Linked DNA regions of Mus musculus: all the other regions are linked to region 4. Evidence: chromatin contacts called from public HiCAR-type, HiChIP or PLAC-seq and promoter capture Hi-C data. All regions are on one chromosome and are shown on one strand. The core of a region is the stretch at or near the end of the contact, and the rest is flanking DNA. Distances in the headings are between cores, read along the strand shown.

The links. Promoter capture Hi-C pulls out the DNA fragments that hold promoters and counts their contacts. HiCAR-type assays count read pairs that join an accessible place to other places. HiChIP or PLAC-seq counts read pairs in DNA pulled down with a chosen protein or histone mark.
Region 1: a promoter capture Hi-C map of liver shows a contact between it and region 4, with 4 times the contacts expected there. The contact joins the enhancer-like site here to the promoter of Nrbf2 in region 4. A contact is called at or near these places in 7 of 39 promoter capture datasets (the 3T3-L1 cell line, cranial neural crest, embryonic stem cells and 3 more), 2 of 484 Hi-C or Micro-C datasets (embryonic stem cells and liver), 3 of 115 datasets of contacts at active chromatin or transcription factors (embryonic hindbrain, embryonic stem cells and forebrain) and 1 of 9 other capture datasets (liver).
Region 2: a contact with region 4 is called in an H3K27ac HiChIP or PLAC-seq map of SST interneurons, with 10 times the contacts expected there. The contact joins the enhancer-like site here to the promoter of Nrbf2 in region 4. A contact is called at or near these places in 3 of 39 promoter capture datasets (3T3-L1-derived adipocytes, cranial neural crest and hippocampal neurons), 1 of 15 datasets of contacts at CTCF or cohesin (the NIH/3T3 cell line), 1 of 484 Hi-C or Micro-C datasets (bone marrow-derived macrophages), 9 of 115 datasets of contacts at active chromatin or transcription factors (SST interneurons, bone marrow-derived macrophages, embryonic basal ganglia and 2 more) and 2 of 9 other capture datasets (liver and macrophages).
Region 3: a contact with region 4 is called in a HiCAR-type map of astrocytes, with 2.4 times the contacts expected there. The contact joins the enhancer-like site here to the promoter of Nrbf2 in region 4. A contact is called at or near these places in 3 of 39 promoter capture datasets (cranial neural crest, hippocampal neurons and liver), 2 of 115 datasets of contacts at active chromatin or transcription factors (astrocytes and embryonic stem cells) and 2 of 9 other capture datasets (adipose tissue and liver).
Region 5: a contact with region 4 is called in a FOXA1 HiChIP or PLAC-seq map of pancreatic cancer cells. The contact joins the enhancer-like site here to the promoter of Nrbf2 in region 4. A contact is called at or near these places in 1 of 39 promoter capture datasets (stem cell-derived epiblast-like cells), 5 of 115 datasets of contacts at active chromatin or transcription factors (embryonic stem cells and pancreatic cancer cells) and 1 of 9 other capture datasets (macrophages).
Region 6: a promoter capture Hi-C map of hippocampal neurons shows a contact between it and region 4, with 2.7 times the contacts expected there. The contact joins the enhancer-like site here to the promoter of Nrbf2 in region 4. A contact is called at or near these places in 8 of 39 promoter capture datasets (the 3T3-L1 cell line, embryonic stem cells, frontonasal cranial neural crest and 4 more), 3 of 115 datasets of contacts at active chromatin or transcription factors (all in embryonic stem cells) and 1 of 9 other capture datasets (embryonic stem cells).
Region 7: a promoter capture Hi-C map of stem cell-derived epiblast-like cells shows a contact between it and region 4, with 3 times the contacts expected there. The contact joins the enhancer-like site here to the promoter of Nrbf2 in region 4. A contact is called at or near these places in 3 of 39 promoter capture datasets (the C10 cell line, cranial neural crest and stem cell-derived epiblast-like cells) and 4 of 115 datasets of contacts at active chromatin or transcription factors (the NIH/3T3 cell line, embryonic stem cells and microglia).

Annotation. Positions count from the first base shown.
Region 1 is chr10:68,126,600-68,130,002 of GRCm38.p6, forward strand. It overlaps Arid5b (AT rich interactive domain 5B (MRF1-like)), which reads right to left. Exons shown (of 10, transcript NM_023598.2): 6 at 2,190-2,394; 7 at 100-152. Among named protein-coding and RNA genes, the nearest start is that of Gm51770, 23 kb to the right of the region's middle. Within about 2 kb of position 1,897, at least 48 of the 459 cell types and tissues checked have an H3K27ac peak or open chromatin away from gene starts, as enhancers often do. A contact at or near this core is called in liver, where this site is marked.
Region 2 is chr10:67,835,193-67,838,571 of GRCm38.p6, forward strand. No RefSeq gene overlaps it. Among named protein-coding and RNA genes, the nearest start is that of Gm51769, 46 kb to the left of the region's middle. Within about 2 kb of position 1,394, at least 30 of the 459 cell types and tissues checked have an H3K27ac peak or open chromatin away from gene starts, as enhancers often do. A contact at or near this core is called in the NIH/3T3 cell line and SST interneurons, where this site is marked.
Region 3 is chr10:68,108,552-68,111,714 of GRCm38.p6, forward strand. All of the region lies in intron 8 of Arid5b (AT rich interactive domain 5B (MRF1-like)), which reads right to left. Among named protein-coding and RNA genes, the nearest start is that of Gm51770, 41 kb to the right of the region's middle. Within about 2 kb of position 1,455, at least 25 of the 459 cell types and tissues checked have an H3K27ac peak or open chromatin away from gene starts, as enhancers often do. A contact at or near this core is called in astrocytes, where this site is marked.
Region 4 is chr10:67,283,785-67,286,814 of GRCm38.p6, forward strand. It overlaps Nrbf2 (nuclear receptor binding factor 2), which reads right to left and starts at 1,497. Exons shown (of 4, transcript NM_001036293.2): 1 at 1,313-1,497. The coding sequence starts at 1,342. Gm46200 (a long non-coding RNA gene) reads left to right here and starts at 1,649. Exons shown (of 3, transcript XR_001779690.1): 1 at 1,649-1,736.
Region 5 is chr10:67,933,030-67,936,435 of GRCm38.p6, forward strand. No RefSeq gene overlaps it. Among named protein-coding and RNA genes, the nearest start is that of Zfp365, 22 kb to the left of the region's middle. Within about 2 kb of position 1,627, at least 19 of the 459 cell types and tissues checked have an H3K27ac peak or open chromatin away from gene starts, as enhancers often do. A contact at or near this core is called in pancreatic cancer cells, where this site is marked.
Region 6 is chr10:67,892,815-67,896,275 of GRCm38.p6, forward strand. All of the region lies in intron 3 of Zfp365 (zinc finger protein 365), which reads right to left. Among named protein-coding and RNA genes, the nearest start is that of Zfp365, 18 kb to the right of the region's middle. Within about 2 kb of position 1,482, at least 24 of the 459 cell types and tissues checked have an H3K27ac peak or open chromatin away from gene starts, as enhancers often do. A contact at or near this core is called in hippocampal neurons, where this site is marked.
Region 7 is chr10:67,950,608-67,954,065 of GRCm38.p6, forward strand. No RefSeq gene overlaps it. Among named protein-coding and RNA genes, the nearest start is that of 4930521O17Rik, 21 kb to the right of the region's middle. Within about 2 kb of position 1,279, at least 6 of the 459 cell types and tissues checked have an H3K27ac peak or open chromatin away from gene starts, as enhancers often do.

The sequences.
Region 1 (3,403 bases), core at 647-3,146, 840 kb after region 4:
AGTTTTCCTCCATTTTGGCCAGAGACAGAAGGGATGGGGGTAGGGTGGGGGGGGAGTTAGATTGTGAAATTATTTCATTTAAGTTGCTTAAACACTTACTGTTTCATATCCTCCCAGTTTTTGAGCAGCTTGAAACATAGTCCAAAGGTTAACTGTTAGAGGGACAATAAGTATTTAGATAAGCATTGCATTAACACACTTCCAAGAAACGTCAATTCAAACATTTTTGTTTTGTTTTTCAATGAGAAAGAGAAAGAAAGAAAAAATAATAACAAAAAACCCAATCACCTCTATCAACAAGAATAACAACAACAAAAACCCAATTGTCTGCACCCCAGAGAGCTAAATTTCTAGGAAATAATTCACTCGAGGAGAGTTCAACATTATAGGATCTACTATGTTTAACCCTTAAAAAGTATTTCTTGAGAGAGAGTTGCAACACTAGAGTGCCTGTTGGACTTTAAGGACAAACAGCATAGTCTTGTCTGTCTTATCATCTGCAGAGGAAGAGAAGATGTTCGAAGAACCTTGAGGAATGTGTGGGAATTCAGAAGAGGGGTGTGGGGCTTGCTCAGTTCTCTGAGAGAAGGCCTTGCTAGGACAGTCACACTTCCTCCAGATAAGATTTCTCTGTGATCAGTAAACAGTCACTTTACTATATGATTACCTTCTTAGACTGTTTGATAACAAGGCCATAGTAAAGGATCTTGGCTGTATTTTTGCCAACATGTGGCTGGCACGTGAGAGTAGAAAACAGACAGGTCACATGCCTGACTTGAGTCACACAGTAAGGGGAGATAGTCATTCACAGAGAAATGGAGTCATAAGCACACTTAACTCCTTAACTGGGCCTGGATAGCTGTGTGATGTTAGGAAACACTGTAACTTAAAAAAAAAAAAAAAATCCGGAGTTTAGGGTTTGCCTGGTTATGCTGCCAAACAAGCTTGCCTCAAACTAGTATTGAGATATTTTTGGTTGCTCGTTTTGTACCAGATACCTTGGAATGTGAGAATATTGGACTTCAAGTAATCCTTTGGTGCAGGATTTGAACCAAATGGGGAATTAAAATGTCAAAAGACTCTGACACAACATGCTTGCAAAGCCATAGTGAACCTTGTACTGTGTCAAGGCTAAAAGAGCCCTGCCTTGGCCTTGTTCTCGGAAACACTGATAACGGGACAGAGCTCTTCATAGAACATTGATTTTACTTCTATTTGAGCAGCCAGTTTTCAGACAAACATTGTAATCATGTGCCATTATATAAGTTTATAATGACTTCGAGTGATCTCTTGTAATCGGTGCCAGCTGCTATTAGCTATGTAAATTGTTATGTAAAACATACAGGTTTGACTCTTCATCAGAATGACACATGGCTTTAATCTAGGGAGACGCATTTGGAGAAAATACTATTTCAAGCCAGAGGAGCCCATAGCTTTGTGCACCAGGAAATCCAGATAGCAAAATATACTTGGCTGTGAACTCCAGGGTGCAAGGGGGGGGGGGCAAGATCTGGGTTTTCTTTTTCATTTACAATGGAAGTTTGCACAAGCTATGAGTTTCCTTGTCTATGCATGAAGACACCTAGACGCACAGCCAGCTCAAAGTTGCTACAAACTGGGATTTCTCTTCAACTTTTTATTTCATATTTGATTTGAATTCAGACTTTAAGAAAACAACAGGTTTAAAACTAAAGGGATTTTTTCCCCCTCTTTATGGCTGTTTGGTCTACTTTTAAACATCTTTCTTTTAGAAGTTGTCTCTGAACAGGCAACATCTGTGCCTGATAAGGCAACATCATCATCATTATCATTATCTCATAAGAAAGGAGTTGCAGACACTCCAGATTGACAAAACAGAAAACAAGAAGCTTTCAGCACGTCTATTTCCAGTCACAGTCCTCGGACTTCTGCCTATAAATATCTCTGCAATTGTCCCAGAAGGCAACAATGCAGCGGAAAGAGGCAGGGAGAAAATTCTTGGCTTGGACAATTTGTGGATCTACTATAAACAGAAAACACCCTGCCTAGATTAGGATTTCAACATAATCACTAGTAGAAAAGAAAAGGAAAAAAAAACCCAACAACAACATTTTTTCCACTCCCCGCTCCCTAACCCCCGCCCGCCGCCTTGCAATTTCAAAGAATCTTAGCAATTCTGATCTTTCAGAAACAAAAGCAAGGATACTTACTCTGTTTGAAACCCAAGTAGGGAATTCGCTCGATGGGCGTTTTTCTTTCTTTCATGTATTTATACAGGGCCACTAAGAAGGCTTGTTCATCTGCCCTGCATTCTTCGCCAATAGACAGCTTTGGCTTTTCTTCATTTGAGGTTTTTTTACAGTTATTGTGGTTATTCTTCGGCTTGGTCAAGGCTGACCTGGCCTCTCCTTTCACCTGGAAAAAAAAGTAATAATAACAGTATATCAAATCAAGTCTCGGAAGGCTTGAAAAGACATCTGTAAGTGACACTTTCCACAGAAGACACCCTTGAGTGAGGATGCTTCTAGACGATGGCAACAAAGCTCTATAAAAGAGCACATAGCAGGCTTTTGTGCTCTGTGGACTTGATGCAAGTACTCAAGTCTAGCAAGGGTGTGACATGAATGTCAATAAAACTTTATTGACAAACAGGTGTCCAGAGGGCCACAGTTGGCCAGGTTGTGCCAGGGTCCTTTGTCTTCTTCACAGTACATTCATGTCAAACCAGAAAAAATAGTGTTAATATCTGGGAAGAAGGCTGATTTTCCCTTTGATACATTTTATTCCCCCAAAGGGCACCACCATTAAGCTCCTTGATTAAACCCGGTTTCCATAACAATAGCCCAATACTGTATATTTTATATAAAAGAGAGAGGTTTATTTCTTTGTATGCATTTATCCGCTTTCTCTTTCTAGACACCTGGAGGAGCTCTCCATGCTGGGTCATTGTCATGTGTTATCTGTGGTTGATGGCTGCACACAACATTGAGCAGTGTACTAAAAAAGCAGATTTTTTGATGATGACTTGATGGCTTTTTCATCAGCTTAGAATGGGATAGGACATGTTTCCTTGCCAGAAAAGAAAGAGTAGAGAACAGTTAAAACCCCAAATAGAACAAATGGAACCCTCTTCTTCCCCCCCCCCCCCAACTAAGACATAAAGGGAGGCATATACTTCATGGTTCTTCCTTCTACCCCACAGGCAGGCTTTGGTGTTTGGCTAACCTAATGTTCCCTGCTCGCAGCCATGTTGTACAGCGGCCTTTGATGGTTGTTAAATATAACGCTAAGTTGCTGAGTTATTTTAATTGTAAAAGGGGGAAGTACAAAGGGTCAGCCTTGGAGTTCAAATGCCCCCACAGGGAGTGTGTACATTCCAATATTCTTTACATCTCCTGGCTGACATCGGGCAGGAAGAGGGTAA
Region 2 (3,379 bases), core at 144-2,643, 550 kb after region 4:
CCTGAAACTAGGATTGTAAGTGCAGGTCACCATGCCTAGCTCTTTGCTTGTTCATTTTCCTGTGGATTCTGTGGATTAAACTAGGGCTCGTACCCACCATTCACCAATAGATCTATTTTTCCAGGCCCAATATGAGCCACTTTGATTCTGCCATTTTTAACATAAAATTGAATATCTTCCAATGAGGCTGTGGCTTTCCATTCACCACAGATTCTCTTATTTCTAATTGTTGGCCTCTGGCTAGACTCATATATTTATGATGCCTGCCAGGTCCCAGGGGCACCTAGATTCATGGATTCCTGGTCTGAATGTAAAGCCGAGATGACTCTGGGTTTATCTGGGTAATGAGAATTCACACACACACACACACACACACACACACACACACACACGTCTGTGCTGTCCTTGGAAGTTTCATACAATCAGAGGTCACATGCTTTTAGCTTTATCTGTACCTCTCGTGGGGTATACAACCCTCTGTGCTGTAGCATTGTTTTGCAGTGTTCACTGACACATGTCATTATAGCCATCCAGACAAACGCTCAGTGAATAGCCTTTAACTTTTTCATGGCTTGGATCAGCTTGCCACAATGGTCCAAAGAACAAACAATATTCATCCATCTCTATCATTGCTGTGGCCCCTCCAGACATGCTTGCTGCTTGCCTCTGGAGACGAGCAGATCAGACAAGTTTGGTGATATTTTGATTTTTAAAAAATTAATTTAGGTACAAGGAGTCTAGAATACGTGAGTCTCTTTGTAAAAGAATCCTCCTTTTGGCTGAAGCCCTGCTGGGGTAGGGAACAGGAGAAGGGAGTTTGGACACGTTTTTTTTTTTTTTTTCTTTTTCTTACTCTGCCTCTTCCAGCCTTTGTCCTGTGGCCTGTCTGATGAGTTGCTTGGTCCAGCAACAAAGCCCAGCCCACCTGTCTAGGTGATGGCCCCACCTCTTGGGAAACCTGGGAGTTTACCAGAACCTTTCCATCTCTGAGCCAGAAAAACGGGCGTCACCGTGGAGGTCGCAGCTGGTCTGCAGAACTGATGATAAATCATGGAGAAGGCATGATTTAAAGAAGGACCTACAATATCGCTTCCCAGGCCAGAGACAGAAATGACATTCACGTGCAGATTGCCTTCAAACCCTTCATCCAGATCAAACCTTCTTTGCCCCCTATTAAAGATCGTATACGTCGCCTCGCCCCGTTTCTCTAAACTATCTCAGTTGGCGCATGTTTATCCGGGTGTGTGTCCATCCGCTCCCGCGCCCATCTGGGTGTAATTTTCCACCGTCTCCTCCGCGCGCTGCATTTTCTTCTTTAATTCCCTCCTCTAAACCCACTTCTGTGGATCTTGCCTTCACATTATACCACTGAAAGGCCCAGCTGGAAGGAAGTGCCTCTGAATGGAGTCCAAGAACGAAACAAAGACGATGGGAACCAGATGCCATTTTGGTCATCTCAGTGTGAGTCACCGTTCCTCCTGGAAAGTGCCGATTTCAATTCAATCGGCATTTCATCTTGGGCTGAGCAGACAGAAGTCCTCCCTCCGCACGTGGATGCTCCCACAGTCCTCACAGGGCCGTAGATCTGAATTTTGTATCCTGTGAGTGTTCATAGAACTAGCAATAACGGATAAATATTTATTAGGGAGGTTTGAGATCCAACATAAGATGGTCATTTCCTTCGCGGGTCATTTGCCCACTCTGATTCCAGCCTCAGCTACTGTCCTGCGCCAACCCACCCTTAGGGTTTGAGATGGAACACAATAGTTTGATAAGAATATACTGGTTCATATTGTTCAGAATTAAAAATAATAAACAACAACAAGACACTACCGTCCAGAGTCAGGTGATCTTCGTGTATAATATTTCCTATTCTTAAAATGTAATTTCAACTGAGTGCTATGTGTAAATCACATTAGCCCCAGAGTTTGAATCATTAATTCTTTCATGCAGAGAGACAAAGACACTAACAAACACCCAGCTAATGTTACTTCCAAAACACTAAAAAGCTGAAAGACACACACAACCCTTTTCTTTTACAATGGCCTTGAGAAATGACTTTCAAAGCTCTTCTGGAAAGAATTCCATTAACACAGTGGCAAGGAGAGGCAAATGACACTGGGGTGACTTGGGATACAGTGAGACTGTCCAGCAGAGAAGACGTTTGCAGCACAAGCCTGAGGACCAGGATTCGATGGTCCCTGAAACTCATATTAACGTGGAAGGTCTTCGGCCAGAAAGTTGTCTTCTGATCTTCTGCGTAAAGTGGGACACCTGTGCCCCCTTGATAATCATACTTTTAATAATTTAAGTATAATTACTATATATGTCATATATGATATATATTTATGTATATAATGTAAGAGTATATAAGTATAATTGTCATACATGTGACATATATGTATATACGTGTGTGTATATGACATATATGTGACACATATATGACATATATGTGACATATATGACATATATAATAATTATACTTAATTTTACATATATATATACATATATATGACAAAATCCAATGTCATATAAAGCCTGGTTCATGTAGTTATGCATGTGTGCACACATGTGTCCCTGCATATACAAATTATGCACGAGTCCAAAACAATGTACTATGCAAATACATTTGTCTACACTTCCTTTGAAAATTCTGCTGGAGTATCTGTAAAGACAATAAAAGAGAAACCAAAATGAAGACAAAACCAGAACGATCGGCAGATGTTTGGTGATCTTCCAGAAGATGGAAAGGAAGTGACAATTATTGGTGCACAAAGAATAGGGGAGCACTCAGGATTCCAGAACTGCCCAGAAGGCTGCTGGGAAGCGGGAGGTCATCTTTCCATGGGAGCCTGAAGGGGTCTCTACAAAGAGGCAGAGACAGGCGGATTTCTGAGTTCGAGGCCAGCCTGGGCTACAAAGTGAGTTCCAGGACAGCCAGGGCTATACAGAGAAACCCTGTCTTGAAAACCCAAAAAAAAAAAAAAAAAAAAAAAAAAAAAAAAAAAAAAAAAAGACGCAGACCTGGAGTGCACGCAGACCTGGAGTGCACAGGGAAGCCAAATGATGGGGCAGGGAACTGAAGGTCAGCTAGGGAGTGCCCTCCTGCCTTTCTCACCCAAACCGCACATATGGACCAGGTTTAAGATTCAGAGCCTTCCTTCTTTCCCTGGGATCTGCCCAGTGTGGGCTGGAGAGATAGCTGAGAGGTGGTGTGCACTTACTAATCTCCTGAAAGATCTGGTCTCAGTTCTCAGCGCCCATGTGAGGCAGCTCACAACTGCACCTAACTCAAAACCCAGGGGACTCAGCACCCTCTGCAACCACCACCCGTAGCCATGCATATCTGTGGCATACAGATGTACACAGACACACAGCT
Region 3 (3,163 bases), core at 205-2,704, 820 kb after region 4:
ATTAATACCAGGGATTTTCATGTCTTCCCTTCAACACTTATAAAGAGAGCTAGCCACACGAATATTATTTTGACTTCATTTTATGGGTAGCAAAAATTAGGATCACAACTGAATCAAGGTGTCTGACCTGTGGGTCATGGATAATATACATGCCAGGATAACTAGGAATGTGCCCCAACATACTTGCAGATAACAAGGTCATGTTGTACCGTCATTGGGTTGGACAACCATCAACTAGATGGTGGCACACAGCTATTGAGTCCTGGAATTGGAATTCAACCCAGGTGTGCTAGGCAGAGCTTCCTGCCCCAGCATCTAGGTGGCCATCTTCATAGATTGAGACATAATCTTGTTAGGAGGTACCCTAATTGATCGCACCTGCCCAAGTTAAGAAAGTTCTAGGCTTCTATGAGATTGTCTGAGAGATCAGTGTGAGCCTTCTCTTCTCAGAGGTAACAGGCTCATGGAATCCACAGGGTCATCCAAGAAAGGGTCTACACCTCACATCAGAGGCAACCCCACAGCCTGCAAGAAGGGCACATTTCTTCTCTGATGTACACCACCACAACAGGCGTGCCAGGATGCTCCAGGATGGGTTGGCCTTGTTTATGGGGCCCAATCTGCTATAACCATTAAGAGATACTGAAGAATGGCTTCTCTGAGAAATTTTCCCTCCATCACTTAATGTTAGCGGGGCCATAGTTTCCCACGATCTCTCTATTGGAGTTCTTCTCAGCTTAGCTTTGCGATGCTTGTTCACTACTTCTGAGGATTTCTCTGCCTAGACTGATGTCATTCCCATGCCTCTCAAATGAAGACCATGCTGAAGCAACCTAGAACGGGTTAGGAGGTTGGTTAACTCCATGCCCCAGAGATAATACACTCTCATTGCAGAGGATGGACTGACCATAGAGAGCTCCCAACCCTCCACAGTGCCAGACAATAGATGGGTAGAAATGATTCTTCTCGACGACTAGCCCTGACTGGAGTTGCATGGATCTATTTCAAGGGCGGGGGACACCATTTTCGTGAGTCTATAAGCATCACTGAAATTCTCAGCATCATATGTATCCCAGAAGTGATGGCAGGTGGGAGTCCATATGAGAGCTATCACACCAACTCCCAATGAGAGCTATCACACCAACTCCTAATGAGAGCTATCACACCAACTCCCAGTGAAGGCTATCACACCAACTCCCAGTCACACTAGAAGCCACCACCCATTGCCAGGGCTTCTGAAACCTTCTCCAGCAACTCATGACTTTGGACAAACTCTGTAACAACTTGTACCAAAACACAATGTTCCAAGAGATTTTTCAGTGGCCAAGCTAAAGATATATTTTAAGGGTAAACAATTACATTCATTTTGTCATCTGAGCCTCCCTCCCCTCTCCCCGCCCCCCAGCACTCCCCAGCTTTCTCTCTTGGAAGCATGCTTTCTGATTTTTCAATAGATCCTTTGTGAAGAAGATGTGAGTCTGTTCCTCTCACAACTGAAAAGATGTTTGTACAGTGGCAAGCCTGAGAATGCGGTTACTTAATCTTAATGATAAAACCCGGAGGAGAGAGAAACCATAAGCCTCTTGTTTATCATTAAAAAAAAAAAAAAAAGGAAAGAGGCTAAGGCACATAATCTATTCTCAAATTTAAATTCATGCTTGATGAGAACTCGCAGGAAAGTTTGGGTGGGTGGACCTGTTGAGTTTTCCAAGTCCAAACGGCAGGGAGGTGGGTAAAGGAGACAATAAATGGACAGGAAGGAGACAAGAAAAGACTTGGGCATGGAAAAAGTGCGGGTTGGCGAGCTTTTCCAGAGGGGGCGGGCAGAAAAGGAACCTGCCATGGCTCTCAGCACAGCAGACAGACAAGCTTGAAGAGTGTGCGCCTCGGGCTGTTTCTACACTCAACAGCGTAAACTCCAACTTCTAGTCATTACAGCTCAAACCCAGAGGCAAATTTAAGAATTTTTAAATAGAGATTTTTTTTTTCAGATGCTGTTGCTAATGCTTACAAACTATGAGCTCTGGCTAGAGTCTTGTTTGAGTTTCTTGAAATATCCAGGCATTGGGAAGTTCCCAGAACATTTTAGGCATGCTTAAAGAGTGAGGTTCTTGGGTTGGAATTACTGACTGGCCTCTGTGCAGAGGTTCTTTACGGATGGTAAAAGGTCACTCCAGCGAGAGGGAGGTGGACAGTGACCAGATTCTGGTCCGTCCAGGGAGCAAGCCTGGGGGTGGGGTGGGGGTGGGGTAGGGATACAGGCAGGCCAAGAGCAGCTATGCTAACACAGCAGCGAGATGAGTTTGGCTTTTCCAGCTACTGTGTGTCAGTAAGGGACAGCTGGACCTCTAGTATTGAGGGGACAAGGAGAGCTAGCTTGGTGGCGGTGTTGCAGAAAGAGAAAAAGAGTCTGCCCACATGAATTCCTATGAACAAGATGTTAGCCAGGAAGCAGATATAATTCCTGACTGGCAACTCCACTCTGGATGAGGGATGGAGTAATCTACCTGCTGGATATACTCTCTGGAGGGAGTGAGGACCAAGCATCATTACCTGCCTCTGAGTCACAGGCTTGGGAAACCAAGGCCTTAGAAATCATAATCTCACTTTCCACTCCTTTACAGGCATGTTCGAAAGGGGATTGCCTTTCCTATAAAATTTAAATTCATTTTAATCATCATATCCATGGCACAGAATTGGGAACTACGGGAAATTTCAAGGGAGGTGATGTCATACCTTCCCGGCCCTAAAACCAGTTTCCTTCTCTGTTTGATGATGGACTCAAGTTCTAACCTTACCTCTTTAAGATCCAGCTCAAATTCTAGAGCCTACAGGAAGATGTCTCACTGTGGGTGGAAACCTCCTGCCTCTCTTCTCTGCTGCCTCTTTGTCTTTCTATCTATTACACATCTGATTTCTAAAGCCTTGACTACCTAAGTGGCATCCCTGAGTCAGGCATCTTGATAAGTTAGATAAACCGGGACTTTCTGCAGCTTTCATGAGCCAGCAGTGGTTCCTGGAGGCTGCTATCCAGTGAGGGACCAGACGCTGTGCCTTCCTCAGCAATCTCTGCTCCCAATGCACCAACGTATCAAACCCACCCGAGTCTGTGACCACGATAGGAAACAGCACATATCCAACGACCAGAGGAAAGGGCTACTCT
Region 4 (3,030 bases), core at 247-2,746:
CTCGGTAAACAGCTGGCTACGACTAATAATATTCCTGTGGAGTTTCCCTGGTGAGCCACCCATACTTCACTACAAACTATAGTTGGCCACACAAATTCTCTTACAAACAAGAGAGGCGCGAGGTTATTTCCCTAGCTCCCCAAAACTCACCAGTGTAGCCTCATTAGCCTGAAGTGTAATCCACTTAGAAACGGACGCAGGGTCTAAATTAGTAACTCTTGGGTAGATTTCTCGGAGCTGCAAACCTGGCGCCAGGGATGGAACCATAGCTTTAGGTGTTCACTCTCCAGCGTTGACGCTCAACACTCCCAAATCTCATTAAGTGACAGGGGCTACGGTCTCACTGGAGCAACTAACTCTTCCAATGTTCCATCCATAACGTACAGTTCTACGTGTCTCTTATCTATTCAGTCCTTTAATCCTCACAACGAACGAGGGTTAAAACAAAAACAAAAAAAAACAATGAAGTGAAAATTTTTGTTCAAGGTCTCTTGAGGCTATTAGGTGACTAAGCCCGAGTTCAAATCCAGGAGTTTGGCTCCAGAAATCCATAGTCTGAAACCACAGACTCTGGCTTCTCTGCACAGCACGGACCAGGCTCTTCCAAGCCGGGAGGGAGGGCAGAGTTCCAAAGGAAGCAATCAATCTTTCCCGGTCCTGCTCTCAATCCCTCCGCATCATCGCAAACCACCTACAGACTTGGGACTTGCAAAGTTTTACTCCGCAACACTAAGGAACCAGACGTCTGCATCTGAATTTCATGAACCTTTTCCCAGGAAACCCGAAGATGTCCTGTGATCACACTTAGAACAGAACTGTGGGAGGTTTGGGGTTTTGTGGGGTTGTTTGGGGCGGTGTGTGTGTGTGTGTTCCTTTTTGCCCCAAACAATAATGACCCGGCCCCCTGTGTGTCTCTCTGTATGTGTTTCTGAGAAAGGCAAACACGTCTGGTACTTTCGTGAGCCTTAAAGCAAAGGCACCGGGCTGCGGGGCGTGGACTGGGGTTCCGATCCAGCTGTTTCAGAGGGGCCTTCGCTAGCCCAGCTGCGAGGGCAGCAGGGAAGAGGGGGTGCGGTGTGCGAGGCGCGGCCCCGACACCCCGACTCTGCCCGCGGCCTGCAGGCGGCGGCTACGTGGCGCTGGGACGCGGTCCCAGCAGGGCAGATGCCACGGGCCCCGAGGGAGAGGCCTGAGCCCCGGGGATCAGGGTCCCCTCCATGAGCTCGCGGCTCCCCCTTCAGTGCCGCTTGACCCCCTCAGCCCGCGTTTCCCCGCAGCCTACCGGTCCCCGACTCAGCCCGCGACCACTCACAAGGTTGAGGGGTCCTTCCATCACTTCCATAAACCCCGGGGTGAGCAGCGGCCCGAGGCGGAGCGGCGGCGCCCGGGCACATGGAGGGGCAGCGAGGGCAGGGAGACGCGGCGGCTGGCAGGAGGCTCCTCGCAGAACCCGGAGCCGGCAGTGAGAGCCCAAGAGCGACAGCCGCGCCACTTCCGCCTCCGACGTCGCGTCGCGGGGGGCCGTCCCGGCGTCGCTGCGCGCGGCGGCGTGACGTCGCCACGCGCCGGCGCGAGGCAGGGGGCGCGGCTGGGGTGAGAGCATGGGGTGGGCGGGGCTAGGGGCGGGGCAGCAGCTAAGTGACAAAAACCGCCCCTCTCCTCGCGAGAGGGAGCTCTGCTAGACTTCGGCGGCGGCTGTCACGTGATGAGCCGGGTCTGGCTAGTTGGTTAATAAGGTCACTCTGCACGCTTGACCTTTCTTCCTTCCCGTAGGCTTTCTCAGGTCCTCTCCTTGTACCTCACCCCTCCTTCTCCGTTTCTGTTCTATCTCCGTTGACTTTTTTTTAAAAAGCAAATTTGAGCCAAGTTAACACCCTGCACTAGATCCGCCTTACAGGAGGTTTCCATATTTTTTGCCTTTTGGCAGAGAGTCTGTGGCCCAGATCTTGTACATGTGGCAGTCTTGTGTCGAGCATATGAGCAGGTGCCACCATACCTCCACTCCACCGAGAGGATTTGACAGAGATAAGTGACCCCAGGGTCACAAACTAATTCTAAAGCAAGAAGGATTATAAGCCACCAAGTATAACCGTTCTTCAACAACTATGTACTAAATCACTGTGCTAAGGTCTTTCTGTTTCCGCACCCACTGGCAAGTAGATATGGTTTATGGAGAAAGGGAGATGGAGAGGAGCTGAGAGAACAACTAACATATTGTGTGAAGGAAACCGGGCTTACCTGGAGGTTTTTTTTTTTTTTTTTTTTTTTTAAAGATTTATTTATTTTTATTATATATAAGTACACTGTAGCTGTCTTTAGACACTCCAGAAGAGGGCGTCAGATCTCATTACGGATGGTTGTGAGCCACCATGTGGTTGCTGGGATTTGAACTTCGGACCTTTGGAAGAGCAGTCGGGTGCTCTTACACACTGAGCCATCTCACCAGCCCCTTACCTGGAGGTTTTACAGTACCAAATTCTGTAATGAAAAAAACTTCAAAGAACCACATGAATGTACCTTTAAGAATTTGTAATATTGGAGGACGTGGAGACGCAGGTTGGGTGTTAAAGGAAACCCACCTGGGGTGTGATTTTTTTTTAAGATTTATTTATTTAATTTATTTTAGTACACAGTCACTGTCTTCAGACAGACCAGAAGAGGGCATCAGATCCCATTAGAGATGGTTGTGAGCCACCATGTGGTTGCTGGGAATTGAACTAAGGACCTCTGGAAGAGCAGTCAGTGCTCTTAACCTCTGAGCCATCTCTCCAGCCCCCTGGGATGTGATTTTTTTTTTTTAATATGAAACCTTAAAAAGCCAGCCGAGGAAAGAGCAGAGGCAATGTACAACATCTGTAAACGGGGAGGAAGAGATGACATATATAACTTAATATGAATAATATATAGCATATATATCTAAAATGATTTCAAAAGCCACATGGGTTGTGAAGTGGGCCCTAAGGTTTCAGGTACTAACCAGACCCCAATTACTTACCTTGATTGAAGCTTGGAAGATGCAAACAAGGAGCC
Region 5 (3,406 bases), core at 377-2,876, 650 kb after region 4:
CCAACCGAATGGACTTTGCTGGTTTCACAGCTCATCAAATCTTTTTTTTTTTTTTAATAGTGTACGTGCTAGGGTATATATGTGTTTACATGTACGTGCCTGTCCATAAAGGCCAGAAGACAGCATCAGGTTCTCTGGAGCTGGTGCCACGGGTAGTTATGGGCTGTCCTATTTAGATGCTGGAAACTGAACTTGGATCTTCTTCAAGAGCAGTATGCACTCTTAACCTCTGAGCCCTTTCTCCAACCCCTAACTAATACCTTACAAACTGCTCTAATTACAGTGTATCTGGTCTTTGCTCTGCTCTGCTCTGCATTGATAACATTCATTGTCTTGGCAAAACATGTTCTTAACGCGTAATCATGTCACCCGTCCCACTGTGTGCGCACCCCCCCCTAATCAACCATGTCTCAGTCCCCTTCGACCATCTTATGTGTCACCTGTTTGCACCTGACACATTGCTACCCAGAATAAGGACTGTACTTCCACATCCTCTCAGCAGACGATGGATATTTGGTTCCCTTCAGAATGTAAGTGGAGATTTACTAACCTGGTTTCCTCTCTGAAGGGAACGGATTGGCTCTCTCCTCTCTTCCCATCTTCTCATTGGTCAGCATATATGCACTCTGACCTAAGGCATCCTCTGCCTGGTGCTGCCAGGACAAAAGCAGGCAGCTCCTTCAGGAAGGAGGAATCCAGACTGAGAAACCAAGATGGGAGCCACTACATTTAGGTACAGGTTGGCACATTAGAAGCCTTTACCTGCTGTTTTGAAACTTGTTGCTATGGGAACAGAATCAATTCTGTTGGCTTACATGTTTTGTTTAGCTGAGCTCTCACACTGCTGTGGCAGAGGAGAGTCCTTGCGAGTGAGATTCCATTTCACCCTATGGTAGCTCCTGGGGTTACCACAGCAAATTGCCTTATTGGATGGCTAAAGTCACAGAAATCGATTTTTCTTACAGAACTTGAAGTCCAGGAGTCCAGAGTTAAAGTATCCACAGGACTCCAGGGTATCCTAAACCTTCCTTTGGCTTCCACAGACACCCACACACATGTATAAACACGCACGCACATACACACATATAATACATGTATATACACACATGCACACAAACATATAAGTATGTACACATACATGTACACATATACACATGTACATGAGCACACAAAACACACAAACACATGTACACATGTGTGCATGCATACATACACATGAATGTATAAATGTGCACACATACACACATGAACACATACATACATGTATGCACATAAATGCTTGTGTACATGAATACACATGTACACACATGGGCACTCACATGTACACATACATGCACACACATGTACACACACCTGTACATGCACATACATCTTAAAAACATCTTCATGGAGTAAGATAAAGACTCCTTCTCATTAACTTGTCAAGATGAAAGGACTCCCATGTTATTCCTTACAACCCTGCTTTGGTGTGCTTATTACTGTGGGACAGTCAGTCAACCACCATTTATCTCTTATTTGTCCTTCCTCTTCAGAAATACTAATCAGTATTCAAATTCTTCCTTCATGATGAATAAGAGCTTATTCATACACTTCCTGGATGTTGGAGATCCAGTTTATCCGTGGAGAAGATGGGACTCTGAGGAAGTGACTCACAAGGTTAAGTCGCATGATAAGCAAGGCAAGCTGAGGTCTCTGAGTGGAAAACTTAACAAGGCAGCAAAACTCCTTTCCCGCTACCTCAAAGGTTATCAACCTCTGGGGAGGATCAAACAAGCTTCTCACAAGGGTCACATACAGATATCCTGACTACCAGATTACATTACAATTTATAACAGGAGCAAAATTGCAGTGATGAAGTAGCAATGAAAACAGTTTTATGACTGTGGGTCACCACAACATGAAGAACTGTATTAAAGGATTGCAGCACTAGGAAGGTTGAGAACCACTGCTCTATTTGAAACACATGCTCAGGTACTAAATAATTCATTTTTAATAGTTATATTACATGAAGCAATTTAGTTTGTGTACATATGTGTGTGGGTGCACATGCCAGGCGTGTGTGTGTGTGTGTGTGTGTGTGTGTGTGTGTGTGTGTGTGTGTGTGTAGATTAAAGAAAACTTTCAGAAATTGCTGGGTTGTTTTGGTTTGTTTGTTTGTTTGTTATTTCTGTTTTACTTGTTTGTTTTTCCCAGACAGGGTTTCTCTGTGTAGCCCTGGCTGTCTTGGAGCTCACTCTGTAGACCAGGCTGACCTTGAACTCATCCACCTGCCTCTGCCTCCCGAGTGCTAGGGTTAGAGGTGTGAACCACCACTGCCTGGCCAACCCATGCGGGCCCCAGGGATTGAATTCAGGTTGCCGGGTTAGTGGCCAATGCCATTAACCAATGAGCGATGCATTGACCTGATTGTCTACCTTTCTATTTATATACTTCTCTTTTTTGTCTTTCCTTACTCGAATTGATGGTCTATATAGACCTGTCTTAAAACAACAAAAACAAGATTTTTTTTTCATTGCTGAGTGTCAAGTTGAAGATCTAACCCTAATCTATACCCCTCAACTGAGTATATAAACTCTTGTCCTGAATTAAGGTTCGATAGTGAGGATTAAAGGTCCAGACCCTTAATTCTAGATCTCACTGAGATAACAGAAATAAAGGACTCATAAACAGAATACAGGAGAGAGGCTGTAGCGACTGGGCAGGGAAAAGCCAGTCTGTGAAACTGGATTTTTACTTTGATTAGCTTTTACTTATGACATACAAATAAGTTTGGCATTCAGATCTCACCTGGCTTATGATTACCATACAGTCACTACGTGACATTGGACTTTACCCTCATGAGAAGAACAATCTCTGAAAACTCTGCCCTCAGAGGGTATCTTTTTCCATATGTATCCCTATCAAAGACCTGAGAATTTTACCTACATGCTCAAAATTGGCATATAACCAACCTATGGGTAATTCCATGTGCAGACCCTAGAGGCAAAGGGAGCATACCATACCCCACTGCACCCCACCCCCCGGTGACTTAAAGTAAATAGAGATAAATCTAGAAATCACTAATCCTAGAATGGAATGCTACATTGACTGAGGTTTGAATCCCCCAGGAGACACACCACCAGGGAGTGAGGGTGTTTCCAGGGAGGGGTGGCTGAGGAGGAAAGCTCCTGAATGTGGGCAACACCATCCCATAGGTTGGGATCCTGGACTAAATGAAATCAGAGAAAAGATGAAGGCAAGCAGAGCCTTCATAGCGCTCAGGTTTCCAACTGTGCATGCGTAGTGACCTGTGGCTCCCTGCCACCTTGACTTCCCTCCGTGATCTGTGTTATCCCCTCAAATTATGAGCTAAACTAAGTTCTTCCTTCCAGAAGCCCCTTTTAGCAGGCTTTTTTTTTTGCCACAG
Region 6 (3,461 bases), core at 232-2,731, 610 kb after region 4:
AGATAGGCTGGCTTCTATGGGTTCCTGGCTGGACTAGCCTACATAGTGTGTTCCAGGCCATCCAGAGATGATGATGATGATGGCCACTACAACAATAATATTTATTATTTATTGCTTATTCAGTTATTTTTTCCAAATAATTATGTTGTGCAGATGGCTGGACCCATGGTGATTGGGCCTATAGGCTTCTACATTCTAGGCATGCTGTTTTGAACTGCCGCAGGTCTGGCGGAACTGGCCCTCCACCTTGTCTTAAGTTTTGTAATAAGTAATGGTCCTATGCACCCTCCTGTTCAGACCAAGACCTCCAGGTCGTTCCTGATGCCCCTGCCCTCTCTCCTCACCTCAGTGGCCCTCCAGCGGCTCCCAACGGCCTCTTCAGGTCTACTCCAAGGCATATCCTCTTGAATCCTCTCTCCTCCTCTGCTGCTCCCTCCCAAGTACTTCCTCTCTGCTCCTATCACAAGAGCCTCTGACCATCTCTCCTTCTGATGCCCTTCCGCCCGCCCTCAAAGCCTTCCCCTGCTTCCCTGCGCGCTGGGAATAGACCCTCCCTGCACGCTGGGAATGCTCCTCTTGCAATCTGCAGCTCTCTGGCATTGCCTCCTACCATGCAACCGTGCCAAGTTTGTTCCTTCCATCCGTGATACACTGTCCTTGCCTGGAACATCTTGCTTCTGGCTTTCCACAGAAAGTTATCCAAGGCAAAGTCCAAGACTAGGGAGCTTTAGGTCCATTGCCCCAAAGCAATGCCCCTCCCCGAACACCTCGAACATACTCGTCTTCAACCATCTCTGCAGTAGTTACCATGCAGGAACGCCATGACTGATTTGCTCGCTGTCCCCTCCACACAAGAGAAAAAGGACTTGTTTGTTTTGTTCTTGGCATCAGAACCTCATAAGCACTGTGCCCTCAATAAATACGTGTTAAGTGCATTGCTGCTAGCCCTCAATTAACAGCCAGGAGGTAATGAATGCAGTACTTAAAACAAGATTATCTAAGCTGCAAGCCTATATCTGAGTGGTTCTGAGCATTAATTTTTTTTTTTTTGGCAGATGGGATATTAGGTCACTTTGTGTCTAATCTGACAGCGTTTTTCAGAGCACAAAGATAAAAAATCTGAGTAAGCAACCTATATTTTTAGAAGCCAGCCAGGTGGAAAAAAAGAACACAGATGCCCAAGGGGATTCAGGGAAAGATGCGGAATGCCAAACGTTGTTTCAGAAAAGGCACAGAAGGTGAAGGGGGACAAAGCATCCCCAGAAGGACGCAGGGCTAACAATCACCTCTGGAAGAGGCAGCCCACTTAGCGATGTGAAGACTGCCCTTCCCTCTGAAGTGGCCTTTCTAGGGGAAAGGGAATGAGGGCGGGCAGCAGCAGCGGCAGGAGAGCAGTGGATCATCATGGATCATCATCTTGCATCCTGCAGTGTGGGCTGGAGGGTGGGAAAAGCGGAGTGATTTTCTCATCACCCTGGCGGAGGGATATGGAAGTGCTGGCAGGGAGAGATGAGACATGTCTGCATCTCCTGTGTGGTACTAGGTAACTGTTCTGGGTCAGTCCAGAAGCCGGGTAAGATGGGAGCTCTGTAACACACTACGCTGGGCCAAATCCTGATTCAAAGTTCTTCTTGCTAAAAACAGCCAAGCTATTCTGTCTCCATATTGGCATTCAGTGTGAGAGAGCAGACACAGCTCTCTGATTATATCAAAGACATGGCTCCTTATTTTATAGACGGGTGCATATGACTATGATGAGAGTAAGAGGAAGGGGGAGGAGAGGAAAGGGGGGAGATGGGGAGTGAAAGAGAGATAGAGAGAGAGAGGGAGGGAAAGGAGGGAGGGAGAACAAGGGAGAGGGGGCATGCCCACTCCCACTGTAGAGTCTGCAGACAGCCCAACTTGACCCAAGGAAGAGTTGGCGAAGACACAAAGCAAGAGGATAAACTATCAATACGTGTGCCTAATCTCTTCTGAATTCACTCTGTACTCTGGGTCCATCCAAAGCCAGAGCAACAATCTACATCAATTAGGCCGGTCCTTTCATTACCGCGTGATCACGCCAGCCACTCAGCTCTCATATCTAAACTGCTCATTACAATCTCTACTGCATGGAGCATCATTTGGATTAGCCAGTGATTCCTTCGGTTGAGCCAGCTGGCTGGAGGCAGATCATGTGACTGAGCCAGGAAACAGACAAACATAAATATTTAATTTTCTACCATGGATGAAGGAATTTGTTTTGTGTACCTTGTACACAAACATATATACACAAACACACACACACACACACATATATATATACATACATACATATACATATATACTGTGCAGTCTATATGTGCGAGTGTATCATGTGAATATGCACATGCTTACATGTTTATATAGCTGTGTGAGTATATATATGTTGATATGTTTTATAAAACTTGGTTTGATGTGGGGGGGAGGTGCCTTAGCAGGCCCATGCTGAGGCACACCCCTCCTCAAGTGCCAGCCATATGACGGGTGTAATATAAAATGAAGTTTATTTGGGGGCATGAGGAGGGGAGACTGAGAAGGGAGTAGAGGCAGAGAGAGAGAGAGAGAGAGAGAGCAAGAGCAAGAGCAAGAGCAAGCATGAAAGCAAACAGTTCTTTTATAACAAGCCAGGTTTGTACCTGCCTGTTGCTAGGTAACTATTGGGTGGAGCGAAGAAGAATCACTAATGTACATTGTGTGTGCACACATAAAGTTCCACATATGTATATCTGACCAGAAGCGGTGGGATGCTAATGTTTGATTACAAGACTAAAATACATGGGTGATAGCTATTCCTACGACTCTTCAAAGATCAGCATTCAGGCTGGGGAAGCAGGCTGAGTGAAGGACATGACCCCAGCTATATAAAGAGAGGGGACACTTCTGGCTTCCCAGCTTTCTCCCTGCCTCCTACTGCTCTCTATTCTAAGACCCCATCAGCAGAGTGTAGGTCGCCACACACGGCTGTGTTTGGGTTGACTTATCCACCTGCACACCGAAAACGTTAATACTGCCTCACAGGCTCAGGAGTCTGAGACCCCAGTCACAGGCAAACTGACAACTCAGTTCAAGAGTGCTGGGCGCACTCCCTTCATTTTCTGGAGGAAGAATGGGAGATCCAGAAAGGCAAGGCTTGGCAAGAAGCAAGTTAAGAGGGTTCTAGAGCCAAGCCTTTTCACCTCACATCCGTGCTCTGTGACCTCAGAACACAACCCTTCCCTATGGGATGAGATGAGGCAAGAAAGTGGCCAGAGAGGGCTCAGGGTGTCCCTCCAGCCACTGCTAGGCAAGCGAGGACATTCCAGAACTAGCTAAAATAGGACATTCTTGGGGTCTTCCAAGAGGGAGCAGAGGAGTCAGCTTGGTGTGATGGTTTGAATACACTTGGGCCAGGGAATGGCACAATTAGGAGGTGTGTCACTGGGTGTGGGCTTTAAGACCCT
Region 7 (3,458 bases), core at 29-2,528, 670 kb after region 4:
AAATGCCGTCTGTGAACAGAAGGGAGATCTCTGAGTCTGGTGCTGCAGGGGTTGGCAATGGTGGCATGGTAGAGCTTCAGAAAGTCCCCCCCCGAAGAGCCTCAGGAATGGTAGTGAGTCACCAGAGATTGGTGTGATATATGGTAACTCCCAAAGGCCTTAACTTCCAAGAATAGCCCAAGGGTATCAATAGGAGATAGCAACACCAAGTATTTGATGATCAAATCAGATACTCTGTGTGTGTGTGTGCGTGTGTGTGTGTGTGTGTGTGTGTGTATGACTCCATCTGTGCACAGGCACACATGCACTAGCAGATAGCAATAGTTAATGTATGACTTATGACTTGTGCATGGGCATGCATACACATTCGCTCTATGCACGTGGAAGCCAGATGTCAAACTCTATTCCATAAGAACTGTCCAGACCTCTCACTGGCTCAGAACTCACTAAGTAGGCTAAGCTGGCCAGCCAGTGAGCCCTAAAGATCTTCCTGTCTCAGTCTCCCCACTGCTAGGATTACAAATGTTGCTGAGGATTGAACTTGGAGATCTATGCTTACAAGGCAAGTATTTTATCCACTGAGCCACCGCCTCAGTGCAATGTCAGCTCTTAATTCCCTCACTGTTATGGAATTCAGAGCAGAGGGAGGCCCCTTTTGTGCAGAGTAGTAAACCAAGGAGCTCTGCTCCTTGCATTATGCAGTAAGCTGCCATGTTTTCTTTCCTTGCCCTTCTGAGTTTCCTATTGTACGGACAGCGCTACGGAATACCCAGTTAGTTTAATGGAATGAAGAATGCTGTATTTTCCAAAACTACGGCTTGGGTTCATCTACAAAGGGTTCAAATTTTCATAGTAAAAGGTATCGCAACAACCCCACTTTAAATGAGCTGTGTGTGGCCGCTCCTAGTCTTCTATGTCAGATCCCAGAAAAAGCTCATTTATTCCTCCAGGTGAGTTTTCCAATCACTCAAACAAACAGGGCATACCATTTCTCTCATTTCCATCACAACAAATATTTTCAAATTAGTGTGTCCCAGCTAATATTTCTGAATTGATGCTTTCTTATATGCTCCATGTCAAGCTTTGAAATGAGCAGACCCTTCGCAGAAGACTACATCAAAGTGGTTTCAAATGTTTTTTTAAGTTCATTTTATTCTCTTCCAATTTAACTCCTAGAAGAATAAGCTGAAATGTGCTAAGTGGTTTCTCTCCACAGTGTAATTTCTTGACTCTGATGAAAAATGAACTAAAAAACACTAAGCCTCCGAAGAAAAATCTCCCAGTGTTTACCTAACAAATATTAACTTTCCTCTCAAGTTCAAGTTCTGAGTTTTGTAGACACAAGAATTCCCATAGCTGTTGAGGCCGTTTTAAGGTAGCAGAAAAATCAAGACAGGGAGTTCAGAATCCTCTTTAAGTCTGTCTTCATTTCCTATTGCCGTGATAAAATGCTATGATCAATAGCAACAAGGAGGAAAGGTTTATTTCAACTTACAAGTTCTAGTCCATTGTGAAAAAGTCAGGGTAGGAAAGCTGAGGCAGGAATTGAAGCAGAACCCATGTAAGAATGATGCTTATTGCTTGCTCCCCATAATTAGCTCAATCTCTCTCTCTCTCTCTCTCTCTCTCTCTCTCTCTCTCTCTCTCTCTCTCTCTCTCTCTCTCTGTGTGTGTGTGTGTGTGTGTGTGTGTGTGTGTGTGTGTGTGTGTACAGCCTAGGACCACCTTCCCAGGGCTAGCATGACCCACTGTGGTCTGGGACCTCCTATACCAAGCATCAATCAAGAAAGTGACCTACAGACTTACCTAGATAGAGGCCATTCTAATGAAAGCGTTTTCTCAACTAAGGATTCTTCTTCCCTGTTTTGTGTCAAGTTGGCAAAACAAAACAGAACAAAAACAGAACAAAGCAAAAACCTACCCAGCACAATATCTATAGTGAAAGATGTTTTCTAAGATGAAATCCAAGATGTCATCAGCAAGGGCTGGGGAAATGGCTCCTGGATAAATACGCCTGCCTAGTTGCTGTCCGTCAAAGGGGAATGTGTTACAAGTTTATATGAAGGGCAGGACAGAATTTTTTTTTAAGAATAATGTGAGTTTAAAAAAACGAAGAGGTTATTTGGCAAAAGTACTTTGGTAGCACGGCCAAAAAAGTCAAGATGAAGAATAAATCGATATTTATTAAACAAAAGGTATTCAAAGAGACAGTGGTGCATCTTGCACAGGTGTCAATGTCCAGCTGAACCGCCATCCGTCCGACTTGTGTTCTGAGTTCTTTACCATGGGAACCATCCCAGGAGAAACTTTTGGTCCTCTTTAATCTCCCTTGGGAGCTTCTATTCCCTTCCTTCCTTCCCTTTATGACTTCGTTTTATAAGCTTGATACATACAGTATATGGGCAACTGGGGGCTCAGGAAGTCAGATTCCATTTGCAATGCCTACCTACAAACATGCAAGCATCTGGGCAGCTGGAAGTGAACGAACCCCAGAAGCCTCACGTGAAGAAAAGAAAGCCATCATAAATCGGGGTTTAGTTTTAATTATTTGAGTGTTACCAAACTCTATCTCAGAGAAGCAAAGCAACCCAGAAAGCCCTGAGGATTCAGCATTGAACTTTAACTACGGAGCATCCTCGGGAACGGCTGGCAGGAAAATAGTAGGCCATCACCATAGAGATGGAGTTGCTCACCTCGGGATGCGCTCCCAACATGACCATTTCCATGACCTGTTAGTCTAAGTGACTGCTGCACTCGGGTGATCTCTCCCAGTAATAATTAGGAAACTGGGCCAGGTGCCACTTACTTACATGATTGGTCAAAATGAAAAGCTGTGTTTTTAGGGCTCTGGGAGGTAGTAGAGAGACTCCGGAGCTGGAGAGATGGCTCAGTGGTTAAGGGCATTCATTTGCTGCTCTTGCGGAGAACTGGGATCTGCTCCCCAGCACCCACATGGCGGTGAAGTCTGTAACTCCCATTCCAAGGTATCTGACACCCTCTTTTGGACTCTGTGGTCATCTGTATGTGCATAAATGCATGCACACACATACATACACAAACATTAAATAAATAAATAAGAATGATTATATACTAGATAGGAAAAGAGCTTAGGAACTCATTAAAGGTCCCATCTTTTCCCCCACTTTCAAAACCACCTGCCGTTTACTTAGAAAACTAACATCTAGCCGCTGGTAGAGTTGCCACTAGTATAGAATTAGCCAAGTGTGTCAGGGTCACTTGTTCCAGCCATTTTACCTGTCTTGTGTCACCATCACAATTTCCTGCTACCCAGTTGTCATCTGTCCTATTCTTGGAAGGTTTTGTATCAACTTTCTGTTGCTCTGGACTTACTTCAACTTATCCTATGATGGTCAATGTTAGCTGTCAAATGGACAGGACGGAGAGTCCTGGGAGACAGAACTCTGGTCATGTTGATACATTAGATGATGTAAGAAGAC